2 separate regions of the Cyprinus carpio genome follow, and region 1 is linked to region 2. A link is a contact called in public Hi-C data. All regions are on one chromosome and are shown on one strand. Each heading gives the region's core, a stretch centred on a gene start, on an enhancer-like site or on the middle of the called end of the contact. The rest is flanking DNA. Distances are from core to core; before and after follow the strand shown.

What was found. Hi-C and Micro-C count contacts between places; a contact is called where the count stands out from the background.
Region 1: a contact with region 2 is called in a Hi-C map of skeletal muscle, with 6 times the contacts expected there. The contact joins the enhancer-like site here to the promoter of LOC109076527 in region 2. A contact is called at or near these places in 7 of 8 Hi-C or Micro-C datasets (liver and skeletal muscle).

Annotation. Positions count from the first base shown.
Region 1 is chrA15:16,386,940-16,392,441 of ASM1834038v1, forward strand. No RefSeq gene overlaps it. Among protein-coding and RNA genes, the nearest start is that of LOC109076527, 72 kb to the left of the region's middle. Within about 2 kb of position 2,337, at least 1 of the 8 cell types and tissues checked has an H3K27ac peak or open chromatin away from gene starts, as enhancers often do. A contact at or near this core is called in skeletal muscle, where this site is marked.
Region 2 is chrA15:16,314,606-16,320,223 of ASM1834038v1, forward strand. LOC109076527 (hypermethylated in cancer 1 protein-like) reads left to right here and starts at 3,500. Exons shown (of 2, transcript XM_042771238.1): 1 at 3,500-3,858.

The DNA of each region.
Region 1 (5,502 bases), core at 1,087-3,586, 71 kb after region 2:
GGGGTGGGGTTGGGTAATCTTTCCTATGGGTGCTGTGTGATTCAGTCTGTATGACAGCCGAAAATGTGGAACACATTACGGAAGTGACAGAGTCGGGACATAGATACAAACAAACACATAAATCCCCATAGACTGACACACAGACACTCCGCCCGACAAACAGGCACCCGTGCCCTATCTCCAATCTCTCTTTGCTATGTTCTGAAACCTACTAAGATGCCTACACAGGCAGAATTTTAAGGCGTTGTCGCTGTGTAGCGCATGTTTCAAAAGCCATGCTATTTTATTATACTACATTTTGGTCAAATTTTAATGTACTGTAGCATAGCATGTAAAGCAGCATTGCAGAGGCAAAAACAATACCATACTTAAATAAATTACTTAATTACAGTAAAAAAAAAAGACTACAGAAATATTCTACTTCAAATAAATGCTATATTCTTTTGAACTTCATATTCTTTAAAGAATCTTGAGAAAAAATGGATCAGTTTCTACAAATACATTAAGCAGCACAACTTTTTTCAACATTGATGATAATAAGGAAATGTTTCTTGAGCACAAAATCAGCATATTAAAATGATTTCTGAAGATCATGCGACACTGAAGACCGGAGTAACAGCTGCTGAAAATTCAGATTTGCCATCACAGGAATAAATTACATTATTAAAAATGGCTATTTACAGTAATTTTGTTTAAATAAATTCAGCCTTGCTGAGCATATGATGGTTTCATTAAACAAATCCCACCTACCCCAAACTTTTGATAATTTTGGTAAACTTCTAGTAATCTAAATGTAATATAAAAAGGAAATAAATGTAAAATAAATATAATCATATGTAATTTTGTATATAAAAATTATAAATAAAATAAGCTAAAAAAAGCAAGTACAGGATGGCAGAAAAATATGTATCCGTCTGTTGTTCTTTCTTGTCTATGTGGTGAGATCTTTCGTTCGTTCTCACCCTCTTGGTGGGGGCCTCTGGCCTTGCTCTTGGTCAGGGGCCCAAAGTGACGCAGAGAAAGTATTTGCCCCATCACCAATCCCCTGCCGCTCTCCTCCTCTTGCTGCGTCTTGGCTATGCTATAAAGATTAGCGAGGGCTTGGTGTGGGTGTTGTGTCTTATGGTGCATTATGGGTACTGCAGCCAGGGAACCCCAGAAAGAGTGAGATGGGTGTGCAGCTGGAAACAGGATGAAAGGGAAGGAGAGAGTGAGGGGAGGAGAAAGAGAGGGCAATTTGAAGGTTCATAATGCCAAGTGCTGATGTGTTTGTTTTCCATCACTGCTGTTCCAGGCAATGAGGAGGGGAAAAAATAACATGAAAAACAAATAACGGATGTGATTTATGACATATGGTACATTCATGAGCAAAAGAAGGACAATAACTTCACTATGAAAATGGGTTGAATTATCTCATAACAACCCACTGGGAGGATTGCTATTTTGATTGACTATTTATCATAAAGGATAATGCAGACTTCTGGGCTGTTTAATATACTGCACTTTTTATTATTCACATTTGTTTTTGAGCTTAAAAACATATAATGTCTAGTGGGCATATTTAACACTGTTTGAGGAAGTGAGTATATGGGTGAGAATGTAAATAAGTTTACATTTTTTAAAACCAGTTTAGATAGATAGAGATAGATGATAAAATATATCTTTACCTCTTCACTCTTAATTGATACAGTGGGTAATTCATTATGAATTATAATATAAAATATAAATGTATATATTTTAGAATGTATAGATGTAATAAAAATAATTAAATGATCAAAAAAGCATTAGGACAAAATAAGAACATGCAAAAATATTAACATGGACAAACGAAAGTCCATGGTAGCAGACAGATTTAAAGTTGTCAGTATCAGACTTGCACAGAACACCTGTTTTACATTTTATAAAACCTTACCATGTCTACTAATATTCATATTACACATGTACACATACAGTAGTGCACATATTTAAATTTTCCATATCAAATACACGACTATTACTTCAATTACTACTACTTCTACTACAAAAACGTCAATATGAAGACCAATACATTGAAAAAGGTTTGTTCTTGTAAACTTGCATCTCGTTCAAAATAATACAATTTGTGTCTTCACGCTATATTTTCAATAAGCAATTGTACTGTGGCTGACCTATGAAAGTGCAAAATGTCTTTATAAGGTAAAATACAAGTCCTCTGTGCATAAGCATTACATGGTTTGATTCACTGTCACAGTCCTACATTAAATTGTTATGTTTGATGGAGTCAGACGTAGCAGAGTGTCAGGCATTTTCACTGCACTGTGTCAGTCTGAAAAAGCAGCAGAGCGCTAGTGGGAGTGACAGAGATAGAAAGAGGAGGGAAAAGATGACCGGAGACAGGGAAAGAGAAGTGAGATATGGACAGGGCCTCACCCAGACACATACAAACTCACCCTAGGCCTGACCAGCAGCTCATCTTATGAATAGAAGGAAACCGTTTCCTAAAAAAGAAGCTTTTGAAAGCATGAGTAATGCCAATAATACAATCACTCCTCCTTCCAGACCTACTACATGAGGAAGGGACGAGGTAACAAATGAAAGAAAAGGGACAAGAGAAAGAAAAGAGAGAAAACAACAGAGGTTTATTTTATTAGCCCTTAATAAATATCTGACAGATTTCCTCAGGAAATATTGTAGATCACATGTAAAATAGTTTAAGACTGATGTCAACTGCAGCAACATATGAAATCTATTACTGTGAAGCCACAGCAGGCACACAGTGAGAGAGAAAGAGCTGTGCTGAATGTCATGGTGAAAAAAAAAAATCTCATTGCCTTTCCAAATTCTTCGAGAGGTAAAAAAGTCAGCCAAGACACAAAATCAGAGAAAAAAAATGAGAAGGGAAAAAAGAACAGAAATGTACATACACACACACACACACAAATGCTGAGCTCCACATCCTGTTGGGGTTGAGGCCAATGCTTTGGAGAGTGCCCAGACTCTGCTGCCAGCTCCAGGGAAGGATGGAAGATGGAGAGCCGACTGGGACTGGGGGAGCGGGGGTTAAAGTGCCCGGAGAACAATACCAGCTGCAGGGAGGCAGGGGGAGGAAGTGAACCCTCCTCCTCATCCTGAAGAAGCAGAAACTTGAAAAAGCAATCAGCCTCCTCATTGCCAGCTCATCCTGGTGGCATCCTCCTCACATCTGGGCCAGAGGGCAGCATGGCATACTATTTAGCTAACAGCCTAGTCTAGCTGGACCAAAAATGCTGATCTACCAGCATGATCTTTTTGGTAAAACTAGTTCACCAAGTACTATAAGGTTTGCTGGTTCGTTCGTTCGTTCGTTCGTTCGTTCGTTCGTTCGTTCGTTCGTTCTATCTATCTATCTATCTATCTATCTATCTATCTATCTATCTAATGTAAAATGTGTAAGAACTCTCAGATGACCCTAGCAAACCATACCAAACAACAAATTGATCCATGATTGATTGACATGTGAATCAGATGGCTACTTTTGTGTCCATTGCTTATTGAGAATAATCTGCACAACTGTAAAATAAGAACTTTTTGCCCTCTACTAAAGGTCTGGCTATGTTATGCACAGAGATTCTTGAGTTTATTACACATTTCCTTTTCATCACAATCAGCATCACGAAAGCCAATAAACTGTAATAATCCAAACGGGCTAGATTTAATCTGGTTAATGAACAGTACGGTTCTTGACTAAAGCAAATGTTCAGGCAGATTTAAATGGTCAAAAAGTCAAAAGTAAGTTAACCCACACTGACGCGCACACACAATGTCTTGGTTCCTTGTTTTGCATGGCAAGAGGAACTAACTCTGCCCTACTGGTGCCAGTATGTCTCAGTGTGGCAGCCATCTTTACACACTGTCTCTGCTCAGAGCAAAATCACAGGCCAGTACCCACAAACCAGCCAGCCCTGGACTAATAACCATTGAACAACACACACACATACTCAACATTGAACAACCACACATACCAAAGAGGGAGGTAGCACCATGGAAAATGAGAAGTAGTGAGGTTTCTGCTTTTTCTGCAGTATTTCCTTCTTATTATCATCACCTCAAAAGAGGGCACGTTGAGTTCAGCTGGGGCACTGTAGGGTAGTGGGTGGGGAACTACAGATATGAGCCAGCCACAAACACCGCAGCAGAGGTGATGGTTTCACTAAACGTTTTGAGTGTCAGCAGGTTGGCCTTGCAACTGATAAGACTCTTGTGAATGCGCGTGCATAGTGTGTACTTGTTTGTGTGCATATCATGATAAACAGTGTAAGGGTGCAGTTTATGTGAGATCTGTATAGTTGCAATGCAGATTGGTGTAAAACATTTTGTGGGTCCCAATTAAAAGGGGACTGACCCAATACAGGAGACTGACAGGGAGAATGGTGCCAGAGCCCAAACAGGCCCTTATATGGAGTCCTTGGGTTGTTTTCTCTCCTCCTTCAATCCCTTGTGCTAGTAAGCATTGCACATTTTGAGGGAAAAAGATGATCTTTCCAAGACCTCCTATTTACATATTTGCAAGACTATTTTCTGGCAAGCTTGTGGTCAGTATAGCCACTAGACAGGGTCATATGCAGTCTTTATTCAAGTCTACCAAATTGCTTCACCTTCCGTGACCCAAATTCTACCCTCAGTGGGAGACAACAATGAATTTTAGTATGTCAAAACAATTAGGGATGCGCAAAACTACAAACAAAAATTAGGCAGTTTGTAATCTTGCATTCAAAAACGACTTCACTGTCACAAAAAAATTTAGGCGTGCAAGAGTTTGTCACTGAGAAAGTACCCTGAAGGGTACAACTTTGTACCCCATTTACCTCTACCTTAAAAGTATTACTATGAACCTTTTAGGGGTAAATAAGTTACAAAGATGACCTTCAATGGTAGTGCCCCAGTGACAAGCTGTTTTACCTCTTAAATTAACATTTTTGCACACTGTTTCTGAGAGTGTAGATGCAATGCGATGGAACAGACTGAAGCAGTCTATAGAGGAGTTTTTGAAATTTGGAAGCCATTTGGCCAAAGATGTCTTGTGTATAGATGTGTATGGATGTAATTACCACAAGGCTTCTACTGACTAAGAACTTAAAGATGCAACTTTTATGAGAGGGCATTACTGTGCAGACTGTCTAAAACCATCTAGGACAGTGGTGTCCAGTTCTGCTCCTGGAAAGACTTTATCCTGCAAAACTTAGATCCAACACTCATTAAACTCACTTAGACCACTCTGCAGGATATTGGCCTTCCAGGAGCAGGATTGGACACACCTGGTGTAAAAATATCAAAACTACCAAAAAGAAATATCTAAATCAGTCTCACTAATTAATTGTTGATTGTTGGATGACTAACTGTCCATGACCACACATGACTGTCGATCATCGCCCTTCTCCGAACAAGCCCAAACACGATAAACAGTCATGTGGAGTTTGTGGGTTGTGCTGTGAGTGTTTGAGGAATGATCTCTTCCTGACTTTAACCAAATCGCACTGTATGGGA
Region 2 (5,618 bases), core at 2,250-4,749:
CAGCCCATACTTTGAAAGGCTGTGCATTAGGCTGTGCACATACGCTAAGCATTTGCATCAAAACTGAAGTATACTGGGCTTTACTCTCAAACGTGTGTTGCTGTACAAAAGTGTGTGCTGGAAAGTTAGAATGACATCTGGTAACAATAGAGACATGCTCGATGAAGGTATTTTAAGGAAGTCACACCATCGGCCCTCGCAAGCTCTAAAAAGAGCAGTTGATTTGTTCAAGTGGTGCACACGCCTTTCCCTCCAACGCAAGCTTTTGAATCACAACATGCCCAGTTCAAACCCACACTCATTTTATCCCAATCAATCACGACAGCTTCTCATTTAGCTTTCATCTCCTGAAAACGGCAACTCTGCCAGTGGAGGATGCATCCGCGTGTTGGCCAGGAGGTTCACAAAAGGCAGAGGATGCAAATGACCTGTCTCTGTGTGCCTATCCACTAAAACTGTCTCGCAGCATCTCATTAGAGTGAATTAGGAGAGGGTGTGCGTAAATGTTGGGCCTGGCGCTCAATTTCTGGTTATCTTGCATGTGGTAAATTGAGTGGTTGTACCCACAAAGATAGAAACAGTGCTCATCATGCTGCCATAGAAAGAATGTTCGGGCTGGGTGTCTGGCCAAGGGTGCGAGGCAACAAACAGCTCAGCCACTAAAACTAAATAGCTGTTCTCATGGTACATTATTCTGACTCAAGGATGCATTATGAAGCCAGTGCCACGGGGTCTTTGACAATCAGGGGTCTCAAACTGAGAGAAACCTAAAAATAATTCACCACCACAGATGTAAAATTGTAATGTGTAAAAGACATTATTTCAGCTTTCCTATTTTATACTATAGTGGTACATTGTTAAGTGTTTTGCATTGTGTAACAAAGTATTAGCTACTTTTTAATTTAATTTAATTATGATTATGAGAAAATTACTTTTGTAAAATAACTTTTATTCATTTATAATTTTATAATATAATTTATAATTTTAAATTATTTATTTATAAATATATTGATTTTTATGAATATTTGTATTAATTAGTATTCTGTAGTATTTATATATTTTATATGATTATATATTAATTATTTTGTTCAATTGTAATAATTATATGATCAATCATTATAAATTTTTGTTATTATCAATTATTAGTTTTTAATGTATTTGTTTACATTTATAGTTACTAATTTATTTTCTAATTCATTTATATTATTATTCGTGAATTAATTTTGTTATTGTTATAATTATATATTATTGTTTATTTTCTATATATTACTTTATTGATTTACATACTTTTTACATAGTTTGTATTGTTTGTTTATTAATCATTCATATTATTTATATTATTATGTATACATTCTTTATGTAATTTCTATATAATGATTTACAATTTTCTAAATGTTCATTTATTTATTTTGACTTTATATTATGATTAATCTATTCAAGATGATTTATTGTTATTTGTTACATCCCACAGTGATGCTGTGACGCTGTTGCCTTTGGGCTTCGCAGGACCGTAATCTAGCTGTAGGCTTTATGCTTGATAACAACAATGTTATATTAACTTGAGGTGAATGCTATTTGTCATTCCCTATGCATACATAAACTTGATGCTTCAGTCCCAAGTCAGGCGTTCTTCAGATTATTCTGCAGTCTCACAGACCCACTTACAGACCAATATCACTCATGCACACGGCCAATAAAGTTTAACACGCACCACATAAACATCCCACTTGTTAAAACAAAATTTGTTCAGGTCTCTTGCAATCTTTCCATCTCTTGCATACACATACCTGTCACATTTTCACACATATTTCGGACATACACATGTTCACATACAAATAAACCAAAGTAGGTGTGTTATGTAAGAGGTGATGGCTGATTGTTAAGTGTCAGTGGTTGTGCAAGTGTGCTCTGTGATCCAGTGGCAGGCCTGGTTAACGTTTTTAGCACAGCTTTCATTCACTTAATCACTGTAAACACCAGACATTCACCTGTTGTTGGCTCATTAGGAATTCAGATCAGCTCCTAATAGAGTTTACAGTGCGTCTTCACTTGCTGAGATCTTTAAATTCACATCCTCTTTTATCGCAAATTTGTGTCTAAACTCTTCACTTTAACATACAGAACTCACATTTTGCTTGTGCACACACTGGGCCTCATTCATGAAACACGAGTAGAATGAATTTGTATGTAAATCATTCAGAAAGTCTTCCTTATGTGAACTGAACGTGACAATTAACGTAGGAGTGGTTTAGTGAACAATTAGAAATTTGTTCTGCTCATGTTGCATGAAAGAGACCCAATGTGTCCTTAAGAAAGTGAAAGAGCTGATGTTGGCAAATCTAATGAGCCAGTAAACAAACAATAAACATAACTGAGCCACATGACTTTGATGTCACATGAGTCAAGGTCAGAGAGTCACAGGGGTCAAATTAAGCAATTATATTTAACAACTGATCTATTTCGAGCAAATAATACCTATTGTTTCTCTCTAACATATGGGCAGAGAATTTTATACCAACATTAAAAGTGAACTGAAAAATATCCAGGTGCTGTTTGTACCCTGATCTGTCCTTAGTTCTGCCTATCTCTGTTTTTTGAGGTTATCATAAGTTCATCATGAGAAACTGGAAGTGAAAGACAATATGTTCTCCTCAGTAAAGCCAGACTGCTATGGCTTTGACCATTAAAATTAAAAAGCATCTTGAACAGAACCACAGTCATTTCAGGAGAGAGAATGGGAAACAGTCTGCTGTTAGAGTAATTCAAGGGCCTGAGGGGCAGGCTGTGACATGAAAAGGCTTCTGCCAGGTGAATGCCCGACGAAAAAACACTTTTATCTCAGCAATCCACAACAAACAGGACGCCACAAAGTGATAGCAAAAATAATGACAAAACATGACACCATGGGAATATCTGTCTGAAATCCATTAGTCAGACTGACAGTGTATAGTTGCCATGTTTCACACAAGAAATAGCAAGCACTTCATGACTGGTTAATAAGCAGCTACTGTTTAGACTGTGTGCAGCAAGATTATGCATGAATGAAAGCCTTCTAAAACATAAAATACTCTCTCTAATCAGAAAAGTCCCAAAGAATTTTAAAACAAAATATTCCCATAAAAAAAATTATTCATGTGCTTACAACACATAACAAAAACAAATTCTGATGCATAGCAGAAAAAATATTTATATAAATAATTTTTATAAATGATAATAAATAAATAAAAAGGTGAAAAAATTTATTATAAAACCAGCAGCATTGTGGAGTGGAAAAATCAAGGAATAAAAAAGAGCTATAAAAAAAGCTTTATTGTGCCGACGTGCTGAATTAAAAATTAAAAAGAAAATGAAAAAGTTAATGGAGATTACTACATTAAACAATCAACTTGGGCATGTGAATTTCACATTAGTTCTGTTTCGTTCCAGTGTTATAGCTAATTTCAAATACTTCATTTCTTTCATTACTCATCTAACAAAACAATAGCTTAATGTTAGGTCAGAAATTATGCCACTTTTCATTTCCATTTTATTATGAATGTATTCCGCTGTCTCGTGCGCTCTGCCGCCGGCACTGTAATGTGCACCATTAGGTGTCGCTGCACGCGCAGCCTGCGCTGCGTCTGGAGACGAACGCCAATCAGAGTCCATCCAGATTCTCAAGCGTCTGATCCAGTCTAAAACGAGGAGAGGGAGAGAGAAGGGGAGAGGGGTAAAGGACAAGGGACAACGCGGAAGAAGCCGGGAACACCGGGAAAAGTTGACCATTTAAAGAGGAATTTAGACGATTGGGGATCTGTGGACAGGGGAATCCCGTAAGGGGAAGTCAATATCGGCAGGAGCATCAGACATGAATCCGAGGTGAGATTGTGTTAATGCATGTAGCGTGTGAGTTACCTGCTGCGCGTTCAGGTGTGCGCAGTGAGCGCCAGCCAACATACTTACCTGATAGATTATGATAATTGGCGCTCGTGCTGCAGGCATGTCTGGACAGCTGGAGATGTGACATATTGCTCTTTTTAGTCGAATTTTTAATACCACTTATTATGCATCTAAATATAAACAAAATATCTTAAAATGTTTTCATCCCGAAATTTTATATCAAACAAGATACTTATCAACTTGTCACCAACCAGAATAACTCTATTACATAGCCTATTTAATTTCGTCTGTGAATAGCTGTTAAAAACAAAACCGATCAATAGCCAATACACTCTCTAAAATAAAGGTTCTTCAGTAGTTCCTAAGTTCAGCAATGGACCCTCTCCTTATGAGAAAACGTTAGTTCTTGTATTGAATAGGGCTTTTTGTAGATTAAAAAGTTATTGATTTGACATTATAAGTTCTTCAGATCAGTGTATTGGGTTTTGTTTTTTAAAGCACAAGTATACATAAGGTTTTCTAAAGAACTAGAGAAAAAGTGATCTTAGGTTCTAATACAAACTTTCATTATGAGTGTACATTAAAAGTCGCTGCAATAAGCCATGACAAACTGACGTTCATACTTGTTTTTAATGTATAGAATAATCTTACTTCAGCTTTAATTTTCAAAATAAACAATTAACTAAATTAAGGAAGATGACATATAGGCCTATCTTTTACTGAAACTTACAAAAATTCCAGTGGTGTAGTCATGCCATATAACTAGCCTACACAGTGTTGTGTGATGCAGATTATGCATAATTTCTCCACCTTTTCTGTCTAAAAAAATAGGGATAAATGTCAGTGTAAAAGTAAGCAATTGTGTCATTACAGACAGATAATAGCCTACTGATGCTACTGATACGCCACTAAATTGGCTTAAAAGTATTTTAAAACTCTTAATTTGAAAACAATTGTATGGGAAACATTACAATTATAATGTTAAGTTTGCAACTAATTGTTTGATATTAGAGCATTGTTTACCATCTAAGTTTCTGTACAAAAAATAAAATAAATTTATAATAATAATACTAAGGTACTGAGATATATTCTGTTATTTTCATATACTTAAAGGTAGAACCATGGTATCATATTAAAATCATAGTACTTTTTTTGTAAGTGTTGTGCAACCAACTGTATTAAATTAATTAAATTTGAAATAAAATCAGTTTTATGCAAAAGGTAACCAGTATTTGTTTGTAAGCATTCGCAGGTACAGACAAGGATGTGCAGACACATTATTTATTTTCCTGGATTACATTATAATGAATTCTATACAGAAGTTATGGTCACCATCATCCGTATTAAAGAAGTCAAGAGCTACTCCTTAACGTACCATATGTTGTGATATACAATAAAACGCCTGTCTCTTTAAGACTAAGCGTCGATGTGTTGAGAAGTTCAAGTTGGGGTCACTGTCAGTTCCTGCCCTCGATTTTACCTTTTAGTTTTATTGTAGACTGACATCACACTAGGCGCTAAAACCCTCGCGAAGCCCAGAAGCCCATTATCATCTCCAGTCGCGTTATTACGTCCATGCAAAAATAGCCAAGGATATTACAAAACATACAAAAAACGAGGAAAACTTATGCAGGAGTACGGACGTATTTTTATTGGAGGAGTGAGTGAGTGAGCGAGAGAGATAGAGGGAGGAGAGAGAGAGCAAGAGGGAGGGTGAGCAACACAAAATTCATTGCAAT